2 separate regions of the Oryctolagus cuniculus genome follow, and region 2 is linked to region 1. The links are chromatin contacts, called in public Hi-C maps. All regions are on one chromosome and are shown on one strand. Each heading gives the region's core, a stretch centred on a gene start, on an enhancer-like site or on the middle of the called end of the contact. The rest is flanking DNA. Distances are from core to core; before and after follow the strand shown. Region 1 overlaps XXYLT1 (xyloside xylosyltransferase 1). Region 2 holds the start of FAM43A (family with sequence similarity 43 member A).

Region 1 (7,896 bases), core at 2,653-5,152:
ACAGGCCTGACCCCACCCCTCCCACCCCCACACCGCACTGTCAGTAACTGTTAGCTCAAGGCCTGCCATGAGCCAGGCACTGCCTGAAGCACCCAGGAGCAGCTGCTTCTCTCCCTCGCCTTGCTCAGCTTTAGACACATTATCTCAGCTCTCATGGCAACCATCTCTGTTCTGGGCTATCTCCATTCCAGAGTGGGAAGTGGAGGCTCAGAGAGGTTAAGTACTGTGCTCAGGGTCACAGCCTTCCTGCAGGGCTGAGCCCAGGGTGGACGGTGCAGGGCAGGAGGGCTCCTGGCTCAGCGCTGCTTCTGATGGGCCAGTGGCGTGCAGAGCCTACAGGGCGGCCTCCACCTCCTGTGCCCTCACTAAGCTCAGAGCTGGAGCGAGAAGCAGAGACTCGCAGAGGGCTCTGGTTCCCAAGGAAGGCCTGGCTGGTGGGGCAGACACGGAGCAGACTGTGCAGGGGAGACCGGGGGACAGCAGGAGTCTGCCAGGTGCTCCCTGCCCCCAGGGAGCCCGGCTCCGGTCTGGACTAGAACCAAAGTCTCAGAGCTCAAAAAACCTACAGAGATTCACCTGGGGAAGCAGAGCGGGGCGGCCAGCGTGCCAGGTCATGGCTCATGCTCATGGGGCCCCGGGGAACTGCCTGGGCCTTCCTCCCCCAGCAGGCGGGCAGCCTGCACTGGGTCTGCCCAGGCTTTCCAGATCTGGGCTGAGCAACCCCATGCTATTTCTCAGGGTGGGTGAGACCTCCAATTCTTTCCCCCTCCCATGCCGAGGGTGGCGCCGGCTGCCAGGCTGCGGTGGCACGTTCTGCTGAGTCTGGCTCCCCTCATACACCAGCACAGGGCTCCAGTGGCTTCTGAGAGCCAGTGTGGGCACCCGTCCCGTTCCGCTATACAGCCCGGAGCCCTTGTCCTGTGGAGCCAGCTTCCTTGGCCACAGCCCTCCTCGAAGCCGGCATGGGGCACCTGGGCTCTAGGCAGGGAAGCGCCACCCGTGGTGCCAAGGCAGAAACAGAGGCCACTCTCAGTGCTCCCCAAGTTCCCAACACCCCAAGGGTCAGTGCTTCCTGGGAGTGCTCAGGATGGGAGCGGCTGGCAAGCAAGGGCAGCCCCGGGGGCTGAATCTTCCCACACAAGGTCACGGAAAAGAGAAGCTACTGGGAAGTCCAAGCTCAGGACAGCAGGAGCCTGGACTGGTCCCTGGGGCCTGACTCCAAGAGAAGCGTGGGCTTTGCACCTGGCCAGCCCCACTGCCTTCCCCCCTCTTGGAGGCACCACCCAACCCCACCATCAGAGCTACGCCTCCCAACCCCGGCCCTGCAGCCTGGCTCCAAGCCTTCACAGGGAAGACGGGGAGAAAGGCGGCCTCGGCTCAGCCCTGAAGTGGTGCCTGCTGGCTGTAGCGGGCAGTGCCCAGGGACAGCCCCAGCAGAGCTCCTCTGCCCAGGCTCCCACAGGCCATTCCAAGCAGGGCTGGTTTGACACGCTCAGGCCTCAGCTGGCGTCCGAAGAGCCTGCCCTGAGGCTGCCACCCCACTCAGCTCTGCGCTTGGCTGCACAGGCCTCGCAGAGGTCAAAAGACCCAACCTTGACTTGCAAAGCCTCTCCTTATCCACGGGCTGCCCGGGGCCTCAGCACAGAGACAGCTTCGGTGAAGCCCAGCGGTGGAAACAGAGCTCACCTGAGCTGTCAGACAGACAGGGCCCCCAGCCTGCTCCCGCTCCCCACCAGCTGGCTCAACCATTGCCTGCAGCCTCCCGGGAGCCAGCTGGCTCGTCTCTGCAACCCCCTTTCATTCTTTTTAGGAAGGGGACAGAGGAAGTAGAAAACCCCCAAAGCACTGTGTTGTCCCGCAAGGCTGGCTCCGGTCCCAGCCGCACGGTGACTCAGACTGGGGGTGACTGGAAGAATCTGGTTCACAAAACACAGATCACCAGGGCAGCCCCGCCCCTCTCTGGGCATGCTATGGCATTGCCACAGAGACCACAGACCCGTGGGAGAGCCTAGCCCATCCCATTGGACAAGCACAGCAGCTAAGGGCACACCATGAGGCCTGGGTTTGCGTCGCAGCACTGCCCCTCCCTGTGGGCAGGCCCTCCAGCTGCCAACTGCAAAGCTCGGGGCCGCAGTCATCTGTAGAGCTTTTCAGGGCCCTCATAGGCTGGCACGAGGCAGTGCACGCCAAGCGTCGGGCTCAGAGAGCAGGCACATTCATGAATCCAAGGAATTCTTGCTGCATCCTGCCGCGTGCTGGATTCTGCTCTGCGCCCTGGAAGGCAGCGGCAGAAAAGGCAACTCCGATTCCTCCTTTGTGGAGTTGAGTGTGGGGGGACACAGGCCAGCCAAGGGACGACGACAATTCGGGGTGGGAAGAGGAGAGGAGAGACAGCACAGCAGGGAGCTAGGAGACCTTGACGGACAAGTCACCTCCCAGTGCTAGGGCTCAGGGAGACTCCTGGAGGAATTGACCTTGAAGCCTGGAGCTGAACCAGAGTGAGGGAGGCAGGCAGGGAGAGAAGCCACCACGGGGAACCGAGGGCAGCCCTGCTGGCTGGGGTGGCCTGACGGGCAGGAGCGGGGGCAGCTGAGCCGGGCAGGGACCAGAGTAGGTCCAGGGAGGAAGGGCAGGGGCATAGACCTTGATGCTGACAGCAACCAGGGGCTGGAAGCAAGGCGGCCTGTGCATGAAGACGGCCACTCTGGCAGGGGTGGGCACTGGCTTGGAGGCACCGAGATCGGGAGGGTGTGGCGGCCGTGGCCCAGGAAGGAAGGGTTGGGGGACTCAGGGGACACTTGGCAGTTGTGTGACTGGGCCTGAGGATGGCAGGCACAGGGGAGACCGCAGGAGAAGGGACTGCAAGTCCAGGTTTCTGTCTCCAGCACTGCAGACATGGGGCAGATGGCCACCACTAGTGCAATGATCACAGACGTGCACTGGGGCATGGCCAGGCCACACTGTGATTCTGGGCCTCAGTCTCCCAGCTGGACCACGGGAGCGCATTCTCCCTGGCTTTGCCAGCTTAGGTGTGGCGTGGCTCTTCGATTCCTACCACTGGGCCTCCCATCACCGGAACAGTCTCCACGGCAGCACCGTGCACGATCCCCAGTCCACAGGGCCGAGCTAGGCCCGCTGACACACTGCTTTCCTCACAGAAGACTCACAGCAAACCTGCCTCTCCCCTGCTCCCCGTGGCCACATAGGGCCCCAGGGCTCATCCCCTGCCCCCTCCCCCGCTGTGCCAGTCCTCAATTTTCCCCTTGAAACTGGAGCCGTATCCCGGGCTCCTCTGTGCACCTGTTGTGCTAGAGTCTTCTCCAGGCCTTCCGGTGAGTCTCCCAAACCTGCTATGCCGGGGACACTACCGGGGACACTCAACCACCCTCCTGGTCCCTCTGCCTGGAAGACTGCTCAGGCGTCTCGCAGGGGTGCCCAGAGCCACGTGGAGCAGGCCCAGCCCGTGGAAGGGGAGCTCAGGGCTCCCCCAGAACAGCTGGCTGGGCTGTGAGTGAATGTGAAGGGGGCGGCCTGAAAACCAGAGCAAGGTTGGCATTCAAATTAGATCCTGCTCAGGCTCCTACCTGGGGGAGCCAATAGAATCCTCCCAAGACAGCGGCCGTTCTGTTGGACGCTGCTGCCAGGGGCCTTCCTTCTGTGGGTTTCTCCATGGGGGCCCTGGCTGCCCCTGGCCCGAGCCACATCTGCACTCATCAGGAGCCTGTCTTCACCCAGCCGGCACCCAGACCCATGGACCCCAGCACCCCTGAAGGCAGAGGTGGCGAGCCCTCCTGCAAGGCCGGGCAGCCACAGGACACTGAGTGTCCAACCTCAGCCATTCCCCACAGCTTGGCCACAGGGTCGAGCTTGAAGGAGCCCCAGCTGTGGATGTACCCTGGGAAGGAGGCCAAGGACAAAGAAGCCAGCTGCCCACAGAGCCAAGCCAGGCCCTGCGCAGGCCCTGGTCACCTGCCAGCCCTGCCTGCCTGTCTGCCTGTCTGCCCCCTGCATACTCCCTGGCCTCTCCAGCTTCCTGCTGCACAGCCTGGGAGTCACTGGCCCTTCATCTAAGGCTACAGACACCTGCACGCACACGCGTGACCTCTCACTCTGAACAGACACAAACTTGAACTCAGTGCTGCCATCTGAGTCTCCCCACACCTTGGACAGAGCTGGACATGCCTTTATGGAGCCCACATTCATGACCCCTCCTCTCAGAAGGGCTTCCCGGATGCAAAGGCTCGCTGGACACTCTGGGCTGGCCAACACTCGTGCCCCTCCCAGCAGCCGTGGTCTCCTTCCCCAGCCGTCCAGAGGAAGCCCCACTCTGTCTCCAGGACCACCTCTTGGCTACAGTGAGCCCCGCTCTGCCTCCACTCCCCTCTCAGGTTCCCCTGCACAAGAGCTGCTGGGTGGACAGCAGCCTTCCCAAGCTCCACTGCGCCTCTGAAATCCATGTGCGGGATCCAGCCACATACAGATCAGGATTCCGCAGTGCAGATAAACTCCCAGGCATGGCGACGCTGCCGGTCCATGGGCTGCACTTCTGTGCAGTGAGAAAGTGCAGGAAAGAGAGGGGCCTGGGGGCGCGTGGAAGCCAGTCCTGGGACCTGCTCAGCCAGCACCGAGGGCCGCACGTGGCACAGCGGTGCCTGCATGTCCCGGGATGCAGGGGGCCTCCAACGCTGTTTCTCCTCCTTTGGCTTCAGTTTTCTCAAGGCAAGAGTGGAGAGGGAAACATCTTGGGAGATTGCCGGAGAGTTAAAGGGAAGAACGTGTGACAGCCCGTGCACACGTGCCTCCCTCCTGCCCCAGAGGGGCGGAGTCCAGCTCAGAAGCTGCACCCAGGCCATCAGGGAGGAGGGCTTGGCCTCCAGTTCTAACTGCTCCTGTGTGTGGCACAGGGGAAATACAGGGTTCAGGTCGCACAGGGCAGTTCCTCAGAGGACTCTGTCCAGCGAGGGAGCCTGACAGCTCTCAGGGCAGCCGCACAGGGCAGCGTGGGGAGCCCCAGGCCCAGCCCCCTCCCTGCTGCCTCCTGCTCTCTGCCGGTGCCTTCAGCACAGGTGCACTCTGGGTCTGCTTCTCAAGGCAGCTCAGCAGCTCAGTGGAGACAAGCCTAGTGTTTTTTAAAAATTACTTTAAAATTTTATTTTATTTATTTGAAAGGCAGAGAGACAAAGACAGACAGATAAAGATCTCCCATCCTCTGGCACAATCCCCAATTGCCCATAACAGCTGGGGCTGGGCTGGGAAAAAGTAACTCAATGCAGGTTTCCTAGGTGGGTGACAGGGACCCAAGTACTTGAGCCATCACCGTTGCCTCTCAGGGTGTGCACTAGCAGGAATGGATAGGAAGCAGGAAGGGGACTTGAACCCCAAAACTCCCAGATGGGAGATGGGACGTGTCTGAAACACCGCACCAAATGCTGGCCCGAGCTGGGTGCTTTTAGAAGCCGTATTACCCAGGTCTGCCTGGGAAAGACCACTCAGGAAACCCTTCAAACTCTTCCTTCCCACCCCTTTTCCTGGCCCTGCATCAACTCAAGCAGCTTCAGAGAGGGTCTTGCCAGAGCAAGAGGTGAGGAGCTCGAGGAAGCCAGCTCAGTGGTGCCAGGGTTGCTTCTACAGCCAAAGCAACGATGAGAGAAGTTAGACGGACAGACAATCCATTCTTCAGTGAGCTCTTGGTGGTATCTGTCTCCTCCTGGGCCTCCCTCCCCACCAACGCAGCCACAAGCAAGCCCCTTTGACCTCGATCAGAAAATGAAGCTGGTTCAGTCTAGTCTTCCAGGGTATCTGCTGAGCCCAGGACCATCAAGAGCAGACTGAGGGATCCCCTCGGCACAGTGCTAGCCCCGTCCAGCAGAGGGACACGTGTGGCCAGGGAGAGAGCGTGTGAGTGACGGCAGTGTAGACACGGCGCTCGGAGGGCTGTGGTTGGGAAAACTCACCTAGGATCCCTGGGAACCATGCTCTGTGGCCACTGCATCCCCCTGTACACATATGCACCACACGCACATGAGTGTACAAACATGCACTCGTAACACACAGGCATATACACGTCCTTGTAACACGCATTTCACACACACACACACACACACACACACACACACACGTCGTCTGCGGTCAGGAGACTGCAGCCCAACCTCCCACCTAGCTTGACTCTTCCTTTCCTCGAATGAGGATGCATTTTGAAGAAGACGCTCATTCTGCAGCCCCAGCCCTTTGCCTCCGTGCCCTGGTATTTAATAGCTGCTCAATAAGCAGGGCTGTGTCTGCTGGCAAGTAAGATCAGAGCACAGAGACAAGCTCTCTGGAGCTTGGTTTCCGTCGAGGGGCCCCTTCCCAAGAACCTTCACTGAGATGGTAGGTATCACCCGGACAGTCAAGCCTGCTCAGCCTTGGGAACGGAGGCGGAGCGTGAGGATCTTTCCCCAGGGTCAGCAGAATTCCAATTCCCAGGATTTGTTCCAGATTTAAAGAGGAGAAAAAGCTGCCAGTGCTGGGCTGGGCAGTGGAATTGGAAAGCACCTCAAGTCAGGCGCTTCTGATTTTTACCTAAGAAGAGCTCCGGGCTGTGCACCAGACCAGTGCCAACTTCCAGTCAGAGACAGAGCCTGCAACCTCTCTCAGTGCTGAGTTGGCTTTGACATAATCACACACACACACACACACACACACACACACACACAGGCAGCTGATATCTACTACATGTTTAGTACATTTTAGCCACTTTTAAAACAATTTGTGAGAGCCGGCACCGCGGCTCACTAGGCTAATCCTCCGCCTTGTGGCGCCGGCACACCGGGTTCTAGTCCTGGTCGGGGCTCCGGATTCTGTCCTGGTTGCCCCTCTTCCAGGCCAGCTCTCTGCTGTGGCCAGGGAGTGCAGTGGAGGATGGCCCAAGTGCTTGGGCCCTGCACCCGATGGAAGACCAGGATAAGTACCTGGCTCCTGCCTTCGGATCAGCGCGGTGCGCCGGCCGCAGCGCGCCGGCCGTGGCGGCCATTGGAGGGTGAACCAACGGCAAAGGAAGACCTTTCTGTCTGTCTCTCTCTCTCACTGTCCACTCTGCCTGTCAAAAAAAAAAAAAAAAAAAAATTTGTGCGCATCATCTCACTTAATCCTTAGAAAAACTTTGTGATGTTGGTTGCAACACTGGCCATAATAAACGCCCCCAGTGCCAGCACACGTGCACACTGTTCTGAGTGTTTCCAGACTTGAATTTGCTCTCCTAAGCTTGTGAGGCAGGTGCTGCTTCATCCCCATTTTGCAGAAGAAAAAACTGAGGCTTATGGGGTTAAGGGAGTTAGTCAAAGCCGCCCAGCCCAGAGGTGGGGAAGCCTGGTTTCAAAGCCTCGTTGCACAGTACAGACCTCTCAGGGTGTGCTGAGTGCCCAGGGAACACTGCCTCGGGTGGAACACAGCCCTGAGCACCTGCTCTGAGATGGCACAGTCGCTCTTGATTCAGCTGCAGGTGTGGTGGAGAAAGAAGACCCTCACACAAATGCCCCTACAGACAGAGCAGCAGGCCGAGCAGGGAGCAAGCGTCAAACCGAAGGCTGCAGAGAAAGATCAGGCCAGGGAGGGGGAACAAAGTGCCCCAGGGCCCAGAGGCTGCAGAGAGTGGCTCGGGAGACGAACGTCATATGGTTCTTCATACGTGAAAGTCTTGAGTAGGGAAATTCACAGAGAGTTCTCACTCCACAGGTGCACAGTTTCTGCCTGGGGAGATGTAACTGTTTTGGAAACAGTGGGAATGGTTATACAATGTTGTAGATGGAGTCAGTGCCACTGCCTATACCCTTAAAAGTGGTTACAATGGCACAGCTATGAGATATAGATATGCACAACTTTTATTTTTAAATTATTACTAACATAATTTGAAAAGGC
Region 2 (7,896 bases), core at 3,540-6,039, 300 kb before region 1:
CTACATGTGGCCAGGGACTGCCATACTGGCCAGCACGGGCTAGACTGCCCCCCTTATCTTTGCACGGCTGCCTCCATCTCATTCAGGCCTCGGCCCAGGGCAACACATTTCTTGACCGCGCTGTCTAAACCAGCCAGCATCTTCTACTACTAACACTGCTTCCTTTTCTTCAGAGACTTATCACTGCCTGATATTGTATTAATTACTTGTAATTATCTGTCTCCCCGTTAGCTCTAAATCCCATGAAGGCAAACACCTGTCTTCTTTATGCTGTACCCCCAGCAACCACGTCACATAGACACTCAACAAATATTCATTGAATGGCTTAGAAGCTTCCAGATTCATCATTTGTCACCTCTGAAGTCAATGTCCATTCAATGGGTTGTTGGAGGAGGGGGTGGAGAGGGAATTATACAAGACATAAAGAGGGAGAAAGTGAGCCCAAGGACCTTGGGTGAGGAAGAAAAGCTTTTTCTGAGACATCATGCCGGGGGCCAGAACCCCTGGCCGCAGCATTTTCTTCCAGCAGTGATTGACAGCATATTGATTCAACCACGGGCTTAGCTTTAAGAGAAACCATCCCACCAAGTGGCACTTCTGCTGGCTACCAGTAGATGGGGCAGTGTCCTTAAAAAGTGCAGACATTTCCGAGCCCCACTCTGCAGATGTTCTGTCCTGGGTCTGTGCTGTGGGCTCATAAAGGGCGAGGCCAGCTTTCCCAGCTGGCACCAGGCAGTTTCAGTTGCGACGTGTGTGCTCGCAGTGGGGGTGGCCGATTTCTCCCCATAAGGTAAAGTGGGCCCAGAGGCTGGTGCAGGCCGCTGGGAGACTGTGGGTTCTCCTCCTGGGTCGCCGAGCAGGACTCGCACACCAGAGGGCCCAATTTGCCCAGAATCTCTGCTGTCCTGAAGTTGAAAACAAGCTTGCTAAGAAGGCAGTCAAGACATGACAGGGACTGGGTAGCAGGAGCAGCTCTGAGGACATGTGCGTCAGAGACAGGCTGGCCAGTGGACTCCTTCCCACCACCCTGGTGCCCTGGTTGCTCTGCCATGCATGAGGTGCAAGGTGGTGCCTCCTGCAGAGGCTGAGAGCAGGCCTCACTCTGTTCCCACCATCGCTCCCTCTTCCTCCTTTCCAACCCTTTTGACCCTTGTACCTCTGAGCCACTTAGAAATGGTTAACTCCTTGAGCACGATGTTTGCTTCTGTAGGGTTTAGACTTTGAGATCATGGACCGGTAAAAGCCAGTTAGCACAGGTGAATTCGGTAGTTTTCATCAGCATTTTCAGCCTTTGGAGCACATGGGGTCTACTTCATTGCCACTGCAAGCTGTTTCAGAAATGTGAGCAGAAGAGAATTCCCGTCGGCTCCCATGGCGTATTAAAGTCCTAAGCAGCTCTTGTCACAGGGTGTCTGACACCCTTCCATGAAGCAGGAGAGGAGGGCGTACGGCTCTACTCGAAGGACCCCAGAAGGCCAGTCTGCAGTGAAAAGGCAGACTAGGAGGGCCCTGCTGTGGTCTGGATATGATCTGAGAGCTGCCCAAAGGTTCACAGTGTGGCAGAACCTTGAAGAGGCGGGGCCTAGTGCAAGGTAATTAGGTCATGGGCGCTCTGCCCCCACAAGGGATTGATGTAGTTCTGCCCACAAGAACGGGTGGGGAAAAGGTGAGCCTGACCCCTGGATCCCTTGGTTTCCTGTCTCCCCGAGTCATCCTTGCCACACACAGTCCCAGCACTGTGATGCCATCCCCAAAGAAGCCTGCACCAGACCCTGAATAGGTGGAGCCACCCGATCTTGGATTTCCAGCCTCCCCCAAATACAGGCTGAAGACAAACTCCGTTTTTATACGTTACCTGACTGTGGGGAGCAAACCGGACTAGACTGAGTTACTGGAATTAAGACTTATTCTATGCATCTGCTCCCCCACAATATGGCGCTGGGAGAGAAGTAAACAGCTTCCGCACAGCTGCCTCCAGTTCAACCAATAAACTGTAGGACTGGCTCCTGATTGGAGAGCAGCGTGCTCGGCGTATGGGCAGCCGAGTTGGGATTGGCGGAGGAGGACTATAAAGGAGGAGAGAGACGGCATGCACCAGGAACATCTATGGGGAACATCTAAGGGGAACACCTGTGCAGCCCCCGAGAAGAGCCGGCCAGCGGTGTGCCGCTCCCCTGCGGAAGTGGGGAATGTGGCCAGGGGGAACCGCCCTTCCACGGAGGTGGAAGGGACAGTAGCCAACCCGGGAAGAACCAGCAGCAAACCCGGGGAGGGCCGAGCAGACAAAAGAACAGCGCAGGGTCCTGTGTTGCTCCTCCACGAAGAGGGGGAGCGACACCTGACCTCAGATATTTTGTTATAGCAACTGAAAATGGACCTGCAGAGGTCCTAAGAGCAAGATCAGGAAACTTTCTCCTTTCATTGTTACAGTCATTCAGTCCCATCGTAATCTGTATGTGGGAATGCATTTTCATGCTTCTGTCATTTTGCTGTCCTCTCTACCTGGAAAGCCTTCAGTCCTTTCCTGTTTGGAAAAATCTTGTTTTCCCCTACAACATCACCACCTCCATGAAGGCTGTTCTGATTTTTAATGAACCTTTTCTTCTTCCAGCTTCTCATGGTATTTGTGTCTTTCTCACAGCACTTGGCTCACCCTGTCTTCTTTTCACACACACCTCTCATTCGTCAATTCAGCATTTACTGGGTGCTTATTTGTACCCCACACTGGGGACCTGGAGTCCAGCATTCCAGACAAAGCCCAGAGTTGGGTGGAGTTTACATCCTTCACTGGACTGGGCGCTTCTTGGAGCCAGGGGTTGCGTCTGTTACTAGCGCCAAAAGGTACTCAGAAAAGTTAGTTAAATTGAAACTCAGCACCTATGACCCCGAGAAAAATTGCTTTAGAGTTCAAAGGAAGGTTAAAAGTGGCCAGGAGTAACCGCCATGGCTCTGAAATGAGGATCTGGAATGGAAGCCCAGACACATTCAAAACCCTCAGTGGACGGGCGATGGGAAGGACCAGCCGGGAGTCTCCTGCAGCGTGGTCCCACCGTGGCTCACATAGTCCAGCTCCCAGTCTTTCTGCTCTCAGCAGCACAGACTGGAGAGGCAAGCAGGTGATTTCAAGGGCTCAGCAATGAGTTCCTGACCAAGGGTCAAGCCAGATGATTAAAACATTGTCCACTTGGCACAGGAAAAAAACAAAACAAAAAAAGCATGATTAATGCCATTGTGACTCCCCTCGGAGGGGGGTCAGGCATTATATGACACCCAAATAAAGCACTGTCATTTGAAGTTTTATTAGGAATTCACATCCAAAATGTGTCAATGACATAATAAAACTGAATGACTGGCCTGCCAAAGTAAACTGGACAACCACACACAAGTATTACTAAGACATTGTATGCCTCTCAGAAAACTGCTCTCCACTGAGGCCTGTCAGGCTGGGGTCAGGAGCTGGAAGCATCTATTGAGTGTATGTTATCCCCATACAGTTCACTGCAGACACCTTGGCATTCACCGTGGCTTTTTGCTGTCTCCCTATGGATTCCAAGCTTCAAGATAGTGGGAAGTGAGTGTCTTTGTCCCCTTCCCTTGTAATAGAATGAAATTCTGAAAACAGTAATACTAAACAGCACCCAGCGATTCTCAGAGAGCTGTCATACAAGGAGGAAAACACTATTTCCCCAACCTTTTCGCACCGGAAATTAGACCGTACAACCTCATCCTCCACTACCTCCCCCAGAAGTTTCGATCTAGTCCTACATTTATTCCGTGAGTTGCAATTCAGCCTGGGGGTGGAGTGCCAGAGTTCCAGTTCCCTTTGCAGTTGGGTACAGCCAAGTCTCGGTGCTTTCCATACTTAAAAGAGAGGCTGGTTAATTTGGAATGTAATCGCGGGATTGGACCGGTCTCCCCCCTCCCTTGGCCAATGGCGCAACCGGGTCCCTTTAAGAGACCAGGAATCCGTCGGGCGTCGGAGTCCGAAACGGATCCTCTCCTCTGGCCTGCTCCTCCCCTGTCCCCGCGCGGCGAATGGTTCGTGCCGGCCTATATTTACCCGAGATCTTCCTCCCGGACGGCAAGGATGTGAGGCGGGCGAGCCAGCTACGGCTCGCGGCACCGGAGAGGGCGAGCTGCAGAGGCGAGCAGCCGACCGAGGACAGCCGGTGAGGGAAGGAATGAGGTAGCGGCGGGCCCCGGAGCCGGCCATGCGCGCGCCCCGCCCTCGGAGCCCAGCGCTGCCCCGGCCGAGCCAGCCCGGACAGTGAGCGGCCGGAGCAAGGATGCGGTGAGCCCCAGCAGGACTGCTGCGCTGGGCCCCCGCCGCCAGCCGGACCCACCGCCCGACCGCTCTCCGGGCACGCCGCTGACCTGGGACCAGCCCCGCCGGGGGCGCTCGGTGGCCGGCGCCCCGTGGGGGTGGGGAGCACTGGCCCCTGGCACTCTCACGGGAGAGTTTCGGCGGCTTCTGGCCCCAGTCCCCGGGGCTGGGGGCAGGGGGTGCCTTTTTACGTTTGCGGAGGAGTGCGCGTACAGCCTCGCACCATCCCGGGCGCTTTGGCCGGGGGCACCCTCCGTATATTTGCTCGCGCGCATCTAGCTTGTTTCTCAGACATTTTCCGCTCCGCTCGTATCCTCTTTCTCTTTTTGTTGCCTGCCTGAGACTCCGCGGTCCTCCTTTTCCCAGGCTGGGTTAATTCGGTGCGCGCGCGCCCCCGTTCCCCCTTTATTTTTGCACACTCGGAACAATATTCCCTCCTCTACCCCCCGCGGGGTTCCCTAGCACTATTTGTCCTCTCGTCCCCTCCCCTCTCCAACTCCCTACTCCCAGAGTTTTATTTTTCGGTCTTGCCCGGGCCGAGCCCGGCCGGGGCTGGTGGCTCAGCGGGGCCCGCACCCGGCGCTCCGCCGCCGCCGCCCAGCAGCGCCGGGGCGCCCTCCGGAGATGCTGCCGTGGAAGAAGCACAAGTTCGAGCTGCTGGCCGAGGCGCCGCCGCGGCAGGCGTCCAAGCCCAAGGGCTACGCCGTGAGCCTGCACTACTCGGCGCTCAGCTCGCTCGCGCGGGCGTGCCCCGAAGGCGCGCTCAGCCGGGTGGGCAGCATGTTCCGCTCCAAGCGCAAGAAGCTGCACATCACCAGCGAGGACCCCACCTACACCGTGCTCTACCTGGGCAATGCCACCACCATCCAGGCGCGCGGCGACGGCTGCACCGACTTAGCTGTGGGCAAGATCTGGAGCAAAAGCGAGGCGGGCCGTCAGGGCACCAAGATGAAGCTGACCGTGAGTGCGCAGGGGATCCGCATGGTGCACGCCGAAGAGCGCGCGCTGCGCCGCCCGGGCCACCTCTACCTGCTGCACCGCGTCACCTACTGCGTGGCGGACGCGCGACTACCCAAGGTCTTCGCCTGGGTGTACCGGCACGAGCTAAAGCACAAGGCAGTCATGTTGCGCTGCCACGCCGTGCTGGTGTCCAAGCCTGAGAAGGCGCAAGCCATGGCCCTGCTGCTCTACCAGACGTCGGCCAACGCTCTGGCGGAATTTAAACGCCTCAAACGGCGGGACGACGCGCGCCACCAGCAGCAGGAGCTGGTGGGCGCGCACACCATCCCGCTAGTGCCGCTGCGCAAGCTGCTCCTGCACGGACCCTGCTGCTACAAGCCGCCGGTGGAGCGCAGCCGCAGCGCGCCCAAGCTCGGCTCCATCACCGAGGACCTGCTCGGCGAGCAGCAGGAGCAGGAGCTGCAGGAGGAAGGGGAGGAGGAGCAGCCCGAGGCCTGCTTGGAAGAGGAGGAGGAGGAGGGGGAGGCCGAGACGCAAGGGGCGCTGGTGGTGGCCATGCACTTGGAATGCGGGGACTTGCTGGACACGCTGGAGAACGACCGCGAGGAGGCGCCGGGGGGCGGCGGGGTCTCGGTGGGCCCCGGCGCCGGGCCGCCGCCCCTGCTGTTGGGCAGCGACTCGGACGTGAAGGCCGAGCTGTCGCAGCTTATTAGCGACCTGGGCGAGCTCAGCTTCGGCAACGACGTGCGCACCCTGCAGGCCGACTTGCGGGTGACGCGCCTGCTGTCGGGCGAGAGCACCGGCAGCGAGAGCTCCATCGAGGGCGGGGGCCCGGACGCCGCCTCCGTCCCCGCCGGGGACCCGTCCGGCAGCACCGGCAGCGCCAGCCTCGAGGAGCCGCGCTCGGGCTGAGAGCCGCGCCCACGGGGGCTCCCTAACCGCGGTTCCGACCTCGTCCCCGTCCCTGGTCCCTCGTCCCGGGACAGGGAAATGGGGCACTTCTGAGTTCTCTCCGGCAGCCACCCTCAACCCGTCCGCTACGCCCCAGTACTTCGCTCTGTTGGAGGCGGCTCGGGTTGCGCAAGGGTTAGTGGGGGTGCTGTGTGACCCCTGGAAATCCCACAACGGAGAGATGGGGGTAAGGGGGCCCCCGGGGCTGTAGGGGCGCGAGGTGCCTGGCCCTGGCTTCCTGTTTGCGGACAGCTGGGCCGGACGAGGAGGGGTTAACTTCCTTCCCGACCCCCCTGAGGGGAGGGCCTTGCGCTGTCATTGCCGTGTCATTAAAAACGTTTGAGCCTTTGGGGAGGCCTCTGCACCTCCAGTTCTCTTTGGTTCCAGAGCTTGTGCTGTTTACCTCAGACTGAGACCCTTGAAAACCTGCCAAATTCCTCAAATAACTGTTTTATTTGGGGGGGGGGGGAGTGAAAGCAAGCTGCAAGTTGTTTACAGTTAAAGACATCTAATATCTTAAAAAAAGGAGCTCTCCTTTAGAAACACACGCACCTTCCTCCTGTTCAGAAGATCTCACTCCGTGACGCTGTGTAAAATATTTTTGCACTGTTGTGAAGTATTTTTGACTTTTTTTTTGTACCTAACTGTGTTCTCAGAGCTGGATGTTTTATACCTTTTGCTGTGCAAAAGAAACATGTAACATGTTGTGCGGTTGTATATACAGAAATGTGGATAAAGCAATTTGTTATTTTTTAAGAGTGGCACTGTTCTGGTTCTGTTTGCCTGCCAGTGGGGAGAGAATAAAGAGGAAAATTGGACAGAACAGGTAAGCGTCCGAAGTGCTGCTGCAGGTGCCTGGTGTGGGCGTGGAAGGGGCTGTGTGTGTGTGTGTGTGTGTGTGTTGGGAGAGGATTTGAGAAGGGACCCTTCTTTCTGGGGTCAGACTGGGCCTGGGGCCTGTGTATGGGGGCCAGTCTTCTCCAGGGCATCCGTTTATTCTTCATTTATTAAGCTACACGTGAGTGTGGACTTCTGTTGTTCAGAGTTAACCTTTGGAGGGGCCGGGGTGAGTACTGTTTTCCATCTTGGCCTGTGAGGCCTGTGACTTTGGAAGTCATTGAGTGTTTTCCCACCTCCTTCTGTGGGTTCCACTGATCAAATCCGAGGACGCGAAGACACAGTCCTTTCCTTTCCAAACAGCCCAAGGAGCTTTAAGGATGAACTAGAGACCTAAGGAAAGCCCCCACAGAGTGCAAAGCCTTAGTGTGCATGAGGCAGTGCAGGTGGGGTGGGCGGGCAGCTGGGCAGGTTGCAGAGCCGGGTCCCCTCCGCAGCCCAGGCTGGCCTGCTGGGGAACGGTGTGGAGGTCAGGGCGGAGGGAGCTGGTGGAGCTTGGGCTGGGTGTGTGTATTTTGGAGTTTTCCTGCATTCTGCCTGTTTGTTTCTGTTGTAAACTCCAAACAGATGTCTCTGGTTGGGCTACACCCGATCAGCTGCAAGTTGTAATGAGAGGCTACAAAAACTGTGCCTTCTGCAAAGTCTTTTTTCCTTTTGCCCCCTCGGGCCTCTTTTCCTGTGTTGCCGAAATGGATCTCCCTCGCGGCCTTTGGCCTTTGCTGGTGTTCTGAGGCCGCTTTGTTTTCTTCATAAACAACCTGCAG

What was found. Hi-C and Micro-C count contacts between places; a contact is called where the count stands out from the background.
Region 2: a Hi-C map of skin fibroblasts shows a contact between it and region 1, with 2.4 times the contacts expected there. The contact joins the promoter of FAM43A here to the enhancer-like site in region 1. A contact is called at or near these places in 5 of 6 Hi-C or Micro-C datasets (ear pinna, liver, psoas muscle and 2 more).

What each region holds. Positions count from the first base shown.
Region 1 is chr4:84,439,252-84,447,147 of mOryCun1.1, reverse strand. All of the region lies in intron 3 of XXYLT1 (xyloside xylosyltransferase 1), which reads right to left. Among named protein-coding and RNA genes, the nearest start is that of XXYLT1, 130 kb to the right of the region's middle. Within about 2 kb of position 3,902, at least 1 of the 8 cell types and tissues checked has an H3K27ac peak or open chromatin away from gene starts, as enhancers often do.
Region 2 is chr4:84,744,035-84,751,930 of mOryCun1.1, reverse strand. It overlaps FAM43A (family with sequence similarity 43 member A), which reads left to right and starts at 4,789. Exons shown (of 1, transcript XM_008266697.4): 1 at 4,789-6,991. The coding sequence starts at 4,949. The coding sequence ends at 6,196.